Regions from separate parts of the Zea mays genome. Here region 1 is linked to region 2. A link is a contact called in public Hi-C data. All regions are on one chromosome and are shown on one strand. The core of a region is the stretch at or near the end of the contact, and the rest is flanking DNA. Distances in the headings are between cores, read along the strand shown. Region 1 holds the start of LOC100284741 (O-fucosyltransferase -like). Region 2 holds the start of LOC100382471 (Protein transport protein Sec24-like CEF).

Evidence for each region. Hi-C and Micro-C count contacts between places; a contact is called where the count stands out from the background.
Region 1: a Hi-C map of leaf shows a contact between it and region 2, with 6 times the contacts expected there. The contact joins the promoter of LOC100284741 here to the promoter of LOC100382471 in region 2. A contact is called at or near these places in 7 of 25 Hi-C or Micro-C datasets (ear, endosperm, leaf and 2 more).

What each region holds. Positions count from the first base shown.
Region 1 is chr4:21,267,113-21,274,362 of Zm-B73-REFERENCE-NAM-5.0, reverse strand. It overlaps LOC100284741 (O-fucosyltransferase -like), which reads right to left and starts at 1,396. Exons shown (of 9, transcript NR_182110.1): 1 at 1,244-1,396; 2 at 1,005-1,146; 3 at 8-89.
Region 2 is chr4:21,119,712-21,126,625 of Zm-B73-REFERENCE-NAM-5.0, reverse strand. It overlaps LOC100382471 (Protein transport protein Sec24-like CEF), which reads left to right and starts at 3,463. Exons shown (of 23, transcript NM_001175211.1): 1 at 3,463-4,403; 2 at 4,956-5,189; 3 at 5,295-5,369; 4 at 5,459-5,557. The coding sequence starts at 3,534.

The sequences.
Region 1 (7,250 bases), core at 147-2,646, 150 kb before region 2:
AACTTACGAGGCCAGTAGGTGCGTGGTGCAGAAGATGCTCTCCAACCATTTGAATCTGCAGTTCTCCACAACTTATTTACATCAACATCCTTGAGTAGTAGCAGTGATGTCAGTACAAAAAATAACTGATAGAAAATCCAAGTAGTGAATATACATTTAATTTCGGTACTACAGTCCAATTCCACACATTCAACAAAGCTTACGTCAGATGAATTTTAATTGAAAAGGAACTGAAGTGCCAAAAATCTCAGTGTATGAAAATAGGCCATTTATCTATTACATTATTCCCGATCTGTTGAGTATAATATTTTTAATGTGACACTACTTAGGGAGTCTTTTGCCATCATGTTCTGGCCGAAGTATAACTAACCATTTCCACAGAGAAGGCGATCCACCCTTACCAACTAAAATGCATGTGCTTTCTGCACAACTTCATCATGCCAAATCACATTAAGTACTAAATGCATTGCAGTTTTAGGTCCCATGCCTCATTATTTTATAAGAAATTTAATCTATGAAAACAACCAGCTGAAATGTCCTCATCCGAATATCGATCAAGGTTTACACAATATTGCCCATGTTTTGTGCAGCGCCTAGAGAAATGCACAATTTGCACTGAAACCGCCAACTTGTTCTAGTTTACTGCAGCAAATACATTGTTTGATATATTTAAAAACAAGACTTAGACAAAATTATTAACAATACGCTGTCTACAAATTAATGCAACTTCCATCTGATTTGATCTTCACTAGGGATGCAGATTTGTTGTGTCCAATGTGCTAATCTGCATTCATTAATGAGGCTCCAAGCAGCTTCCAAACACAATGTAGCATGCATCTAACTTAACCAGTGTAAAGAGCTCCCAAATTGCTTACGAGCAAACAGGAACGGGACAACCACATCAACGCCTTCCCTGCCTTCACTCCCACGCCAGGCAGTGCATACAGCAGACGGGAAACGGAGAGGTACAAACCAGAAAGCAGGCGCGGGCGAGGCGAGCGCACCTGGACCCTGTAAGAGGCGCCCAACAGGCCGACCGAAGAGGAGGAGAAGAGGCACACGGTGCCGACCACCAGCGCCGCCACTGCCACCCAAAGCCGCGCCGGCCCGCGCCGCCGGCGCAACGATGCCTCGCTGCCCAGACCCCTGCGCGGTCCGACCAGACCATACCAAATCAAATGATCTGAAGAGAAGTCGAGAAAAAATTGGAGGAATAGCCGGTGGGAGCGAGCGAGCAGCTCACCTGCGCATCGGGATCGCGTGGCGTGTTAGGGTTTGAGCGCTGATGCCGGGACTGAGGAAGAGACAGAGTGAGGACTCAGATCTGGCTGCGAGCGGAGTAATGGAGTTGCGCGTGGGCGTGGCCCCGGGATCGCGCGGCGCGCAGATTTCCTTTTTTTTATCGAATATTTGTCGTCTTCATTTTTAAACTAAATAACGATAGATAAAAAAGAACGGGATGAATATTTTTAAACTAAATAACAATAGATAAAAAAGAACAGATTGAATATTATGGAAATCCACACGTTGGGTTTCACAAAAATAAGATAAAAGGTGTCAATTGTTAAAATAGAAAGGAAACATATCTTCTTTTTGCCATAATAGAAATATACCATCAGTTGCGTCATTATCTTTCCTTTCTTAAACCTTTTCAGTTGTTATTCACTTGACGTAGAGTGTTGCGGCGTCAATCCTTTCTCTTCTCGTGGCCTAGTTTCTCTTCCCTCTTTTCCCATTGCTGGTGAACCCTAGTCGTCGTCTCCATGTCGGATCCCGCGCCCGAGCATGCCCACGCTGGTGGTGAGGTAGTCGCGTGTCCTTGTTGCTCAGGTCTTCCAGGTACATGTTGTTGGCGTCGAAGAACTCGATGCATCGCCATGTCAAGTATTCTATAATAATATTCTCCAATCCACTAGGCTTAGGACTGCTTGAACATCATGTAGCAAACATATCTCTTTTGTAGCTGTTGTGGGAGGATTGAGTGTGCAATATGTTGTCATTTATTGTAGATCAGTAACTAACATAGTGACATTGCATTTTGTTGCAGCATAGCGTTGATTACCTTACTCATGTGAACATTAAGAACTCTCTGTGCTATGTCATACAAGAGATGAGGCGTCAAACTTCTCTCTTACACGACGTGTCAAGGTTGTGCTCCATGCCTGATAAAGTGCAAGGTCTGAAGGCAAAAAAATGTTGTGAATCATCTTGACCATATATGTAAAATGCTTGAGAAAGCTACTTTAGTTTGCCAACGAGATTTAGGCACAATCACTTCTTCGGTGGTCTTTGAGTCAATAGATCCTCGCACCAAAGAAGGTTACATTGAAGATGGTTACACTTTAGATGACTGCGCCGAAGAAGGATACAACGAAAACAATTATGATTTTGAGTCGAAGAGTTTGTGGGAAATGATTTTTTAGGCTCAAGATTTTTGGGAGAACCTTGAAGTTCCTAGCATGCCACATCATTCTGAGGATATGGGTTGGGATTTCGAAGAATGGTGGGATCGTACCATGTGAAGCATTTCAAAGTGAGAGTTGATGTTAGTTGTTGTTATTTAGTAATAACTAATGTAAGATTTGTCTAAGTCAGACTTGTTGTTAATTTAGGTGTGATTAGGTCACACTTTATGTAAGGCTTTGTAAGCAAGAACCCTTGACTTTATGTAATGTTGTTTTAGTAAGACTTCATCTATTATGTTTGTTATATTCGACTTGTCTATGAGTCTGTAATAGCATGTTGAAAATTGCAATATGTATACTTTTTGCAATACAATGTTTATGTCCACACAAACATTCAATCTGACTAGGAGCATTTGACTGAAATTGTCAACATAAGAAGGCCCTCGCCTTAGTTTTAGCATAGCACTATTCAGTTTCATTTTCAGTGACACATTTGAAACAGTAGCCCCTCGCAAATATGGCCATGCATTTTCACAAACTTGATACACATATTCAATTCACATAATGAATAGGAACATGTTTAGTTCACATACTTTATGCACATAGTAGTTCATAGATTTGATACACATAGCAGTTCACAAACTTGATACACACATTTAGTTCATAGATTTAATACACATAGTAGTTCACAGACATGATACACACATTTAGTTCACATATTTGATGCACATAGCAGTTCACTAACTTGATACACACGTTCAGTTCACAAATTTGATACACATCGAGTTCACAGACTTGACACACATTGATTTAGTTTATTGATTGGTAGATGGGATAGTAGATAGATCTGTCACTCGCCCTCCCTTGGAGGCTCTGAGCTGCACTCCTTTGATCTATTTTTTGCTTGCCTCAACCTAGGACTCTTTGTCTTTATAGATCATGTGCCTAACAAACTCCCTAAAAACTTATCTAAATAACAAATCCTATCTTATCTATGAACTCTATCCTAATCTTATTTTTTAACTAACTCTATCCTAACTAACTCCATCCTAATTGTTCTGCGCAGTCCAATAGGTCCTGCCCATAACACTAACACACCCTTTTTCTAGCAGCTCACCATCGAGCTGCAATGCCTCCTATTCATGATTAACAAAGGTGGCCTCGCGTTAGGCGAGGAGGGTGCAGTGGAGGCCTGTGTGAGGGAGAGCGATGCACATTGAAGCCCGCAAAGACGCCATCCTCAATTCCTTGTTCCTACTCTGTGGTAGCTTGGGGTGTTGTGGTCTTCATGTTGATCGCGGAGGCATACATTGGTGGAAAACGCCCACCTTGGGTAGCTGCCTGCGACTGGATCAGGGGTGACATCACCAGAGGTGATGCTAGGCAATGTTGCTGCTGACAATATCTGTTGCAGTATTGTTCACGCGTGAACAGTAGTCGCAGGTGAACAGTACGACGTCTGTCTGATTTTGGATTATGGATGGGAGGAGATGGGATCTTATATCTGGATTAGATTAGAGGTGGGAATTTGTGGACTAGGATCGAAGGCTCCGGATACCAAATGATATAGTTTATTAATTGGTAGATGTGATAGCAGATAGATATGTGAACATTAAGAACTCTCTGTGCTATGTCATACAAGAGATGAGGCGTCAAACTTCTCTCTTACACGACGTGTCAAGGTTGTGCTCCATGCCTGATAAAGTGCAAGGTCTGAAGGCAAAAAATGTTGTGAATCATCTTGACCATATATGTAAAATGCTTGAGAAAGCTACTTTAGTTTGCCAATGAGATTTAGGCACAATCACTTCTTCGGTGGTCTTTGAGTCAATAGATCCTCGCACCAAAGAAGGTTACATTGAAGATGGTTACACTTTAGATGACTGCGCCGAAGAAGGATACAACGAAAACAATTATGATTTTGAGTCGAAGAGTTTGTGGGAAATGATTTTTTAGGCTCAAGATTTTTGGGAGAACCTTGAAGTTCCTAGCATGCCACATCATTCTGAGGATATGGGTTGGGATTTCGAAGAATGGTGGGATCGTACCATGTGAAGCATTTCAAAGTGAGAGTTGATGTTAGTTGTTGTTATTTAGTAATAACTAATGTAAGATTTGTCTAAGTCAGACTTGTTGTTAATTTAGGTGTGATTAGGTCACACTTTATGTAAGGCTTTGTAAGCAAGAACCCTTGACTTTATGTAATGTTGTTTTAGTAAGACTTCATCTATTATGTTTGTTATATTCGACTTGTCTATGAGTCTGTAATAGCATGTTGAAAATTGCAATATGTATACTTTTTGCAATACAATGTTTATGTCCACACAAACATTCAATCTGACTAGGAGCATTTGACTGAAATTGTCAACATAAGAAGGCCCTCGCCTTAGTTTTAGCATAGCACTATTCAGTTTCATTTTCAGTGACACATTTGAAACAGTAGCCCCTCGCAAATATGGCCATGCATTTTCACAAACTTGATACACATATTCAATTCACATAATGAATAGGAACATGTTTAGTTCACATACTTTATGCACATAGTAGTTCATAGATTTGATACACATAGCAGTTCACAAACTTGATACACACATTTAGTTCATAGATTTAATACACATAGTAGTTCACAGACATGATACACACATTTAGTTCACATATTTGATGCACATAGCAGTTCACTGACTTGATACACACGTTCAGTTCACAAATTTGATACACATCGAGTTCACAGACTTGACACACACTGATTTAGTTTATTGATTGGTAGATGGGATAGTAGATAGATCTGTCACTCGCCCTCCCTTGGAGGCTCTGAGTTGCACTCCTTTGATCTATTTTTTGCTTGCCTCAACCTAGGACTCTTTGTCTTTATAGATCATGTGCCTAACAAACTCCCTAAAAACTTATGTAAATAACAAATCCTATCTTATCTATGAACTCTATCCTAATCTTATTTTTTAACTAACTCTATCCTAACTAACTCCATCCTAATTGTTATGCGCAGTCCAATAGGTCCTGCCCATAACACTAACACACCCTTTTTCTAGCAGCTCACCATCGAGCTGCAATGCCTCCTATTCATGATTAACAAAGGTGGCCTCGCGTTAGGCGAGGAGGGTGCAGTGGAGGCCTGTGTGAGGGAGAGCGATGCACATTGAAGCCCGCAAAGACGCCATCCTCAATTCCTTGTTCCTACTCTGCGGTAGCTTGGGGTGTTGTGGTCTTCATGTTGATCGCGGAGGCATACATTGGTGGAAAACGCCCACCTTGGGTAGCTGCCTGCGACTGGATCAGGGGTGACATCACCAGAGGTGATGCTAGGCAATGTTGCTGCTAACAATATCTGTTGCAGTATTGTTCACGTGTGAACAGTAGTCGCAGGTGAACAGTACGACGTCTGTCTGATTTTGGATTATGGATGGGAGGAGATGGGATCTTATATCTGGATTAGATTAGAGGTGGGAATTTGTGGACTAGGATCGAAGGCTCCGGGTACCAAATGATATAGTTTATTAATTGGTAGATGTGATAGCAGATAGATATGTGACTCGCCCTCCCTTGGAGGCTCTGAGATGTACTTCTTTGATCTGTTTTCTGCTTGCCTCAACCTAGGACTCCTTGACTATCTTTATAGATCAGGTGCCTAACTGTAGGAAACGGTGATGCCTAAGAGGGGATGAATTAGGACTTCTAAATTTTTCTCTAAACTAGGCCAAAATTAAATCCCTAGAGCAAAACCTATGCAAATAAATAATCTAGAATGTGCATACTAGGTTTTGTCTAAGTGTTGCTATCTCTACCGCAAAGGCTAAGTTTCAATCTAAATAATCTAACTAGAAAGACAAGATTGAAACTTAAATACTTAATATAAATGCGAAAGGTAAAGAGCAAAGTAGAGATGCAAACTCTCGTGGATGAAGCCGGTATTTTTATCGAGGTATTCGGAACCACGCAAAGTCTCGCCTAATCATCATCGGTGCCCCTACACAAAGGGAAGGCCACACAAGGGCCAAGCACCACGGTCGAGTAACTCCGTAGAGAGCCGCGGGCCTTCTCCACACGCAAGTGGTGATCCACTTCTGGCTCCTCTCGGACGCTCCCCGTCGTCTTCCACTATCGAGCTTTTGGCTGAAACGTTGTGAGCCTCATTCCCTCCGATACATGGTGGCGGTCGTGACACAAACTCGGTTGTCAAGGTCTCGCAAGACTTTCGCCCCACTTGGTATAATTACAACGGCTCGTGCAAGAGCCAAGGGGTTGTGTGTGTTTTCTAAACTCACTCAACTAACTAGGATTCACCTAGAGCAAGCACTAATGTGGCCTAACTAACCTAAGCACTTTGCAAAGCACCTACGCTAATCATCGAGTGATTCTATTAAGCACTTGGGTGTTTGAGCACTTGGAAATATCTACAATATGTCTTGGTATGTTTATTGGGCTCCCACACCTTCAAATGGTCGGTTGGTGGAGTATATATAGGCCCCAATTCAAATCTAGCCGTTGGAGAAAAGTTGCTGCTCTCTGCAGCACACCGGACAGTCCGGTGGTAGGCACCAGACAGTCTGGTGCCCCTGTCCGGTACGCCTAGCCATTGGATCTGACACAACGGGTGACCGTTGGCGCTGCAGGCTTTCACACTGGACAGTCCGGTGGCTTCTCTGCCCAGTGCCACCAGGAACTAGTCGTTGGGCTACTGTTCCCTGGTGCACCGGACTATCCAATGTCCTCGACTGGAAGGTCCACTAGTGGAACACAATTCTTTGATTTTTTTGAACTTTCTTTGATATTATATGATCTTTACTTGTGATCTTCATAATGTCTTATTTTGAGGCGTTGCTTTCCTCA
Region 2 (6,914 bases), core at 2,214-4,713:
ATCCACATAAATATCAAGCTCAGACTTAGCCTTTTCTTCATCACTGCACATGTCATCGAGCTCTTCTTCCATGGCAGAGAACAACTCATCCGTATATGTAGAAGCATTAGAAACACAAGATGATGATGCATTTTGTCCACCACTAGTAATAGGTTTAATGCATTTGTTGTTGTACTCTCTAATCAGTTCATCAAATAATTTCCTCACATTTTCTATCTCTAGCATTGCTCTACTTTGTGCACCAAATAGACGTGTATAACATGCTTTCAACATTCCAAATTTGAATCTTGGATCAAGAACAACAACAATAGCCATTAGACCATGAATGTCAGTCCAATATTTATCAAATTTTGTAATCATACGACTTGACATGGACTTGATTAACTCATCATCTCACTCTAGCCACTTGCTCGTGTGTCCTCTAATTGCACATATCTTTGGAAAGAAGTCATTAGCTGTTACATATTGTGTTCCAAAAAACAATTCGGTAATTTCATAGAACAATTTCAACCTATCGCAAACTTCACTAGCAAACTTCCATTCATCCTCACTTGGAGAAAAATCATAAGCTCTTTCACATTCAGCCAAACGATCAAAAGCCTCTTTGTAACAAGTAGCAACACTGAGCATGATATAAGTAGAGTTCCACCTAGTTTTTCAATCAAGTGACAATTTCTTGTTGCATTCAACATTAACTTGTGCAGCTATTTCTTGGAATCTCTCATGTCTTTTAAGAGTAGCATACAAAAATGTAACACTATTTCTAATCTTTTCAATCCCACTACCCATTACTTCCAAACCATCTTTGACAATTAAATTTAATATGTGCGCGGAGCAACGCATATGCAACAACTTGCCACCCAACAAAGGTTTCTTTCCTCTCAACTTTCGATTCATCAATGTGATGGGTGCATCATTAGTGGAACAATTATCAAGGGTTAAGGTAGATATGTTCTTATCATTGTGCCAATCCATTAGACATTTCATAAGAACATCACTAAGTGCTTCAGCAGTATGTGGAGATGGAACATAAATGAACCTACATATAAAAATACAGGCATACAACATGTATATCAATTAATAGCTAAAGGACAGCAGGATTCCTCTTTCGATAGATGCATGTCTCTAGACGGGCTTTCAAATCAGATGTACCATTCTTTGATACACCCGAAAGCTTCTTTGAACAATAATTACACTTTGCCTTCCAAACATCTCCAACCTTTACCCTCTTGAATTCACTCCACACTGCAGATTTCAATTTTCTTTTTCTCCCATTTTCTTCTACTTCTACTTCATCCTCATCCTCATCACCATCTTGTTCAACATTAATCACATTCTCCGGAAGCCCACTTCCACCCTCAACAGATGCTTGAGATGAGGGAGGTTGAAATTGAGTGTTGCTATTTTCGTTGGGAGTTGACATCACAATCTGTATAAACAGAGAAGGCCTAGTGTGGGCAGCAAACAAAAAAAAGCAACGCCTCTAGTGTGATGTGTCCTTGTGTGCAAGGGCAAACAAATGATGCAAGGGCAAAAGCACTAACCTGGACTGACCATAGAACTGTAGAAGTAGTGTGCTATCACTGTGTGCCTAGGCAGCCTGGCGGACGGCTGCAAGCCAGCAACTGCCTGCGCCCTGGGCGGACGGCCGGACGCGGACCGCGGAGGCGCGGAGGCGCGAACAACGCCCGAGGGAGAGGCGGGGGCTCGGGGCGGGGCGGGGCGGCGCGCTCAGATCGGTCCTGTCGCCTGTGTTTCCTCGCTGCTTCCGGGATCTGTTGGAGCGGTGGAGCACTGTAGCCTGGCGGCTAGGGTTAGGACTTGCTGCTCGCTGGATGCCGGATTGAAGAGGCTGGGAGCCTAGGACTGGGACGCTGGGTCAAGGACTCACGGCCCACGGGGCTGGCCGGCTGGCGCATGGGAGAATATGATCTGGGTCCACATGTCATATGCCCAACGGGTGACGGATATGGATAGCATATATCCATACCCGCGAAATTAATAACCGCGGATACTATATAATATCCATACCCGTACCCGCAGATACGAAAATCCACCATATCCGTACCCGACGGGTAAAACCCACTGCCATCCATAAGCACCACCGTTCGACGCGGAGCAGAGCGCGAGCCATGCAACAGAGCATGGTCATGGGGAGGCAGGCGCAGAGCACGCAACACACTACCGCACACTCCACCACCACCGCCGCTTCTCGATCTCTGTATGCACACATGATCTCAAGGAAGGGTGTTGGTTTGCCATTCAAACGAAACAATGGAGGAGACATGAATGAAGCGTTGCTGAGAAGGCAAAAGCGCACTGATGGTAGTCGATGTCCTCGGCGATGTGCTTAACCTGGACGGTGGGGACGTGGTCCATGAAGTTGTCGGTGGTGACGACAGCGAGCACGTCCTCGATGGTGAACTCAATGGACCTAGCAGGCGCGTTGAAGCAGAAGCTGAAGAGCTGCATCCCCGTGTTGACCTCCCACAACTTAGCAGTCTGATCGATCGATGGATCTAGTGAGCACGCAGCACGACATCACACACTCCGCCATCGTCGCGCCGCTCCCGGTGGCGTCCTGGGGGGGCACTGTCGAGGACACGCCGACCCCGCACAGGCCACCGCCGCGGCGCACTTCGCCACCACCGCACCGCTCCCGGTGGCGTCCTCGGGGGCGCTGCAGGGGACACGCCGGGCTCGCGTGGGTCGCCGTCTCCTCCCTGTGAAGGGGTTGCAGCACCGCCATGTGACGCGGAGCGGAGAGCACGCCATGCAACAGAGCATGGTCACGACAAGGTAGGCGCAGAGCACGCAACACACTGCCGCACACTCTGCCACCGCCGCGCCGCTCCCGATGGCGTCCTCGGGGGGCGCTGCCGAGGACACGCCGGGCCCGCGTTGGCCTCTTCTTCCTCCCCGCGAAGGGTTTGTGGAGAAGGCTCCACATGTGTTGAGAGGCACACCGCTCGAGAGGACGATGAGAAGGAGACTAATGTTTCACATGCGGTTGTGGGATTGAGAGGCGTGGTGACGCAGATTGATTAAGGGAAAATCGAGGTTTTTTAGTGACATAGCACAACCATCAAAATTGGTGATTTAATATAATAGAGATAGATACAGAGAAGAGATAAAGATAGAGATTTATTATTTAACCAATTGTAAAATATATATTATGTTTTTTTACTCTTAATATTATCAAAATAGTTTAAACCATAGTAGGAAGTTCCACGTCGGACGGTCGGGGCACCCATGGCCCTCCACGCAGTTTGTCCAATAAATTATCGCCACGTCACCAAGAGACCAGCGGGCAGCGGCTGCGGCTCTCACCGCAACGCGAGCCCAAAGATCCACGCAGAATGACATGTGGGCTTAATACAGCGTGCTGCCTTGGTAGGCCACCTACACGGCAGGCCAGACCCCACCGCGCACGAAACGATCCATGTTCTAACAGGAGGAGTGCACAAGAGGGGCCTCCGCCTCCCCTGCCCCCGCTTGCTATCGCGCGCCAGATCCCGATCTCGCCGCGATCCATGGCGTCGTCGCCGCAGCAGCCGCCGCCGTTCGCCACGCAAAACCCTACTGCGCAGGGTCCAGGCCAGGGGCCTCCAGTCTCGGGGACGGGGGCACTCCCCGGGGCGTTCTCCAATCTCCAGATCTCCCGCGGCGCGGCCCCGCCGCCCGGTGCCCCGCGGGGGCTCACGCCTCAGCAGGCACCGCCCGCCTTCGCCGCGCTTTCGGGTCCTCCACCGGCTGCAGCCCGGCCCTTCTTCCCTGGCAGCCCGCCCGCACCGCCGTTCGTGCGGGCGCCGACGGCGGCAGCTTCCGTCTCGCCGCCCTTCGGCGGACAACCGGGGGTAGTGTCCCAGCAGCCGCCACCGTTTGGGGGACCTCCAGGTGCGGCGTCTCAGCCGCCGCCGCCGTTCGGTGTTGCCCCCGGGGTGGTGTCCCAGGCGCCGCCTCCGTTCGGAGGCCCTCCTACTGCGGCGTCGCAGGCCCCTCCTCCGTTTGGAGGCCCTCCTGCCATGGCATCGCAGGTGCCTTCGCCCTTTGTTGGTCACTCTGTTGCTGCGTCTCAGGCAGCACCGTTCGGCGTCCCCCCTGTTGCGGGGTCACATCCTCCGCCGTTCGGTGGGCCTCCTGGAGCAGGGCCTCATCCAGCACCGCCACTACGGCAGACATTCCCTGGCCAGTCTGGGCCAATGGCATCCGCGGCAGCTTGGACGCAGCCAACACCACCTAGCTTTGGAGCCCCGCAACAATCTCCACCACCATTCAGTTCGCGGCCAGTTGGGCAGCCGCCCTTTGCTACGCAATCAGCGCCTGTGGCACAGCAGCTGCCCTTCATGGGGCCACCCAGGGCAAATGCCCCGGCGTTTGGGCCTCCATCCTGGCAAACTCAGGTGATCTTGCTAGTTCTATCGCAAAAGTTTAGTTTTTTCTCTTTTTGTGAGGGAGTGAGTGACACTGGGAAGTGGTGATGGTTTAGACTTTTTGTGGTGTTTCCAATCTCACATACCCAATGATTTTGTCTGAATGTTTATTTGCTAGATATTTTAATTGGGTTGTCTGATATGACATATGAGCCTTATGTTGATTGATTGAACCTGTAATCATGTGCCATAGATATTGGATTTTCTATTAAATCATATTCTGATGGCCCATAATTTGTTAAGGACTCCAAAGTTCTGTGTTGCTTATATTTCCATAATTATTTGTTTGGCCTAAATAGCATATATGTGGATTCTTGGCATACATGGTTGTTGTGATTACTAGCTTAGAAGTTAGAAGTAATACTCTTGTCAGTATGATGTGAAAAATTAGAAACTTAAATTATTGAAGTGCATGATTTCATAGTGTAAGCAGCGAATAACTGAATCTTGAACTCCTGTGATTCTAGGAACCATTGAAGTTTGACTTCTGAGTTCTGACATGCTGCATGAAATTATTTGTAGGGAGCTGGGTCTGGTGCAATGCAGCCACCTATGAGAATGCCAGGCATTCCTGGTAGCATGCAGCCAAACACACTAGGACCCCCTGGCACCCCGACTATGACTTATTCTCCACATGCTGGAACACAGGTATCAACCCCATCCAAAATTGATCCCAATCAAATTCCACGGCCTATGCCTGAATCATCAGTCATCATTTATGAGACCCGTCAAGGTGGCCAAGCAACCATCCCCCCGGTATGTCTTGAAGCTATAATTGTGTAAATGGTGTCCATTTTCATTCATATTTTGTTCCATCCCAAAACTGTTCTTGCTTCATAAAGAGTAACTTATTCATCACAGGCTGCATCTAGTGAATTTATTGTGAAGGACACTGGGAACTGTAGCCCCCGTTTAATGCGCTGCACTGTGAATCAAGTAACATTGTTTAATTGTTATTGCTTGTAATTCTCTGGCGTCTTTGTTTCTTTGTAATCTGCTGCTAATACATGTTCTACTTCTACCAGATACCTTGTACCGGTGATCTCTTGATGACTTCGGGTATGCCTTTAGCTCTGATGGTTCAACCTTTTTCTCTTCCTCACCCATCCGAGGAACCTATTCAGGTATTTTTTTGTCATTTCTTGTACCTAGGCAAATGCTGCACATGTTCAGGAAACTTTTCAGATCATTGACTGATTTTATTGGTAAATAAGTACAACTGTTGATTTCAGCAAACTTTTTAGATAAATGACTGAGTTGATAGGTATTATAATAAGTGCAACTGTTATTTTTTTCCTTTAAAGTGTTATCGAACCAATTAAATTTACAGAAATGCATTGGGATGATAATGCCACTAAAGGATGCAATACATGCATAATTGAATTAAATCTTCTAATCGAAATGAACAAATTTTATCTGAAAGGAACTTTTGTGGACTGTTGTTCTTATCTTGAAGAAGAGTAGTTTTGCTATGCCCTATGTGCTTCAACATAAAATGTTTTGCTATATATTGTTGTACATTACAATCATAAGCTATCTAACTTGCATACTTCACTTGCAAGAGAGTATTGCCACTTTTGCTCAGGTAATGCCAGTGCCGAGATCTTGTAAGTTATATGTGGCTATAATGAGTCAACAGAGGTCCTTTGGCTTCTGGTTAAAAGACAAGCTTAAACAAACAACCTACTTTTGAAATGGCTTAAGCCAAAAGCTGCATTTGTACTAGGATCCAATAGCAGTTCTAAAGAGGTTTTACTGGCAATTGAGGCCCTGTTTTGAGGGGTATCACACATATTACCTGTTCCATTAATTCAGAAGAAAATTCACAAAATACAGTCTTTTTAACTTTTCAGGCAGCCATAGAAGCCAGCAAAGGTCCAAACAAACAGTCCTAAGTGATCCACTGTTAATTGTCCCTCATTTCGGCACATTCACCCAGTGTTCTACAACCTATTACAAAGACAACCTATTTTGTGCAGGATCTCTTGTTCGGAAGCGGTGATATATATTAAAATATATGCATATAGCTACTCTAGGTATGACTGCCCACGTGTTAGGTCGAATATGTGCCTGTAAGATCACATTTAATGCCGGATTGCTGTTGTTATCCCTCCGTAATACAACCGCTATATTGGCTACTGGGGTAGGTGTTATAACCTATGACATCGATCTTAGTGATGCGGTCTTGCTGTCCATAGGTGATTGGTCGCCGGTACTGTTTCTTGTGTTTTATCATACTTCTAGGTATCACATGCATGTGTCCGCGTAGTTACAGGACCGGTGCGTGCACTGTTTAGTGGTCTCAAGTGCCTTGCAGGCTACATTGTGTGCCTGCGCACTGTGACAACCCTGTAATGTCATGTCACACATCACACATTTAATGCGTTGTACTCGAGACTTATTTATCCATTAAGCTATCACATTGGGACAATCTTTAGGACATCTAAATGTGGTACCCATATTCTGGTGCTGTACTACCTC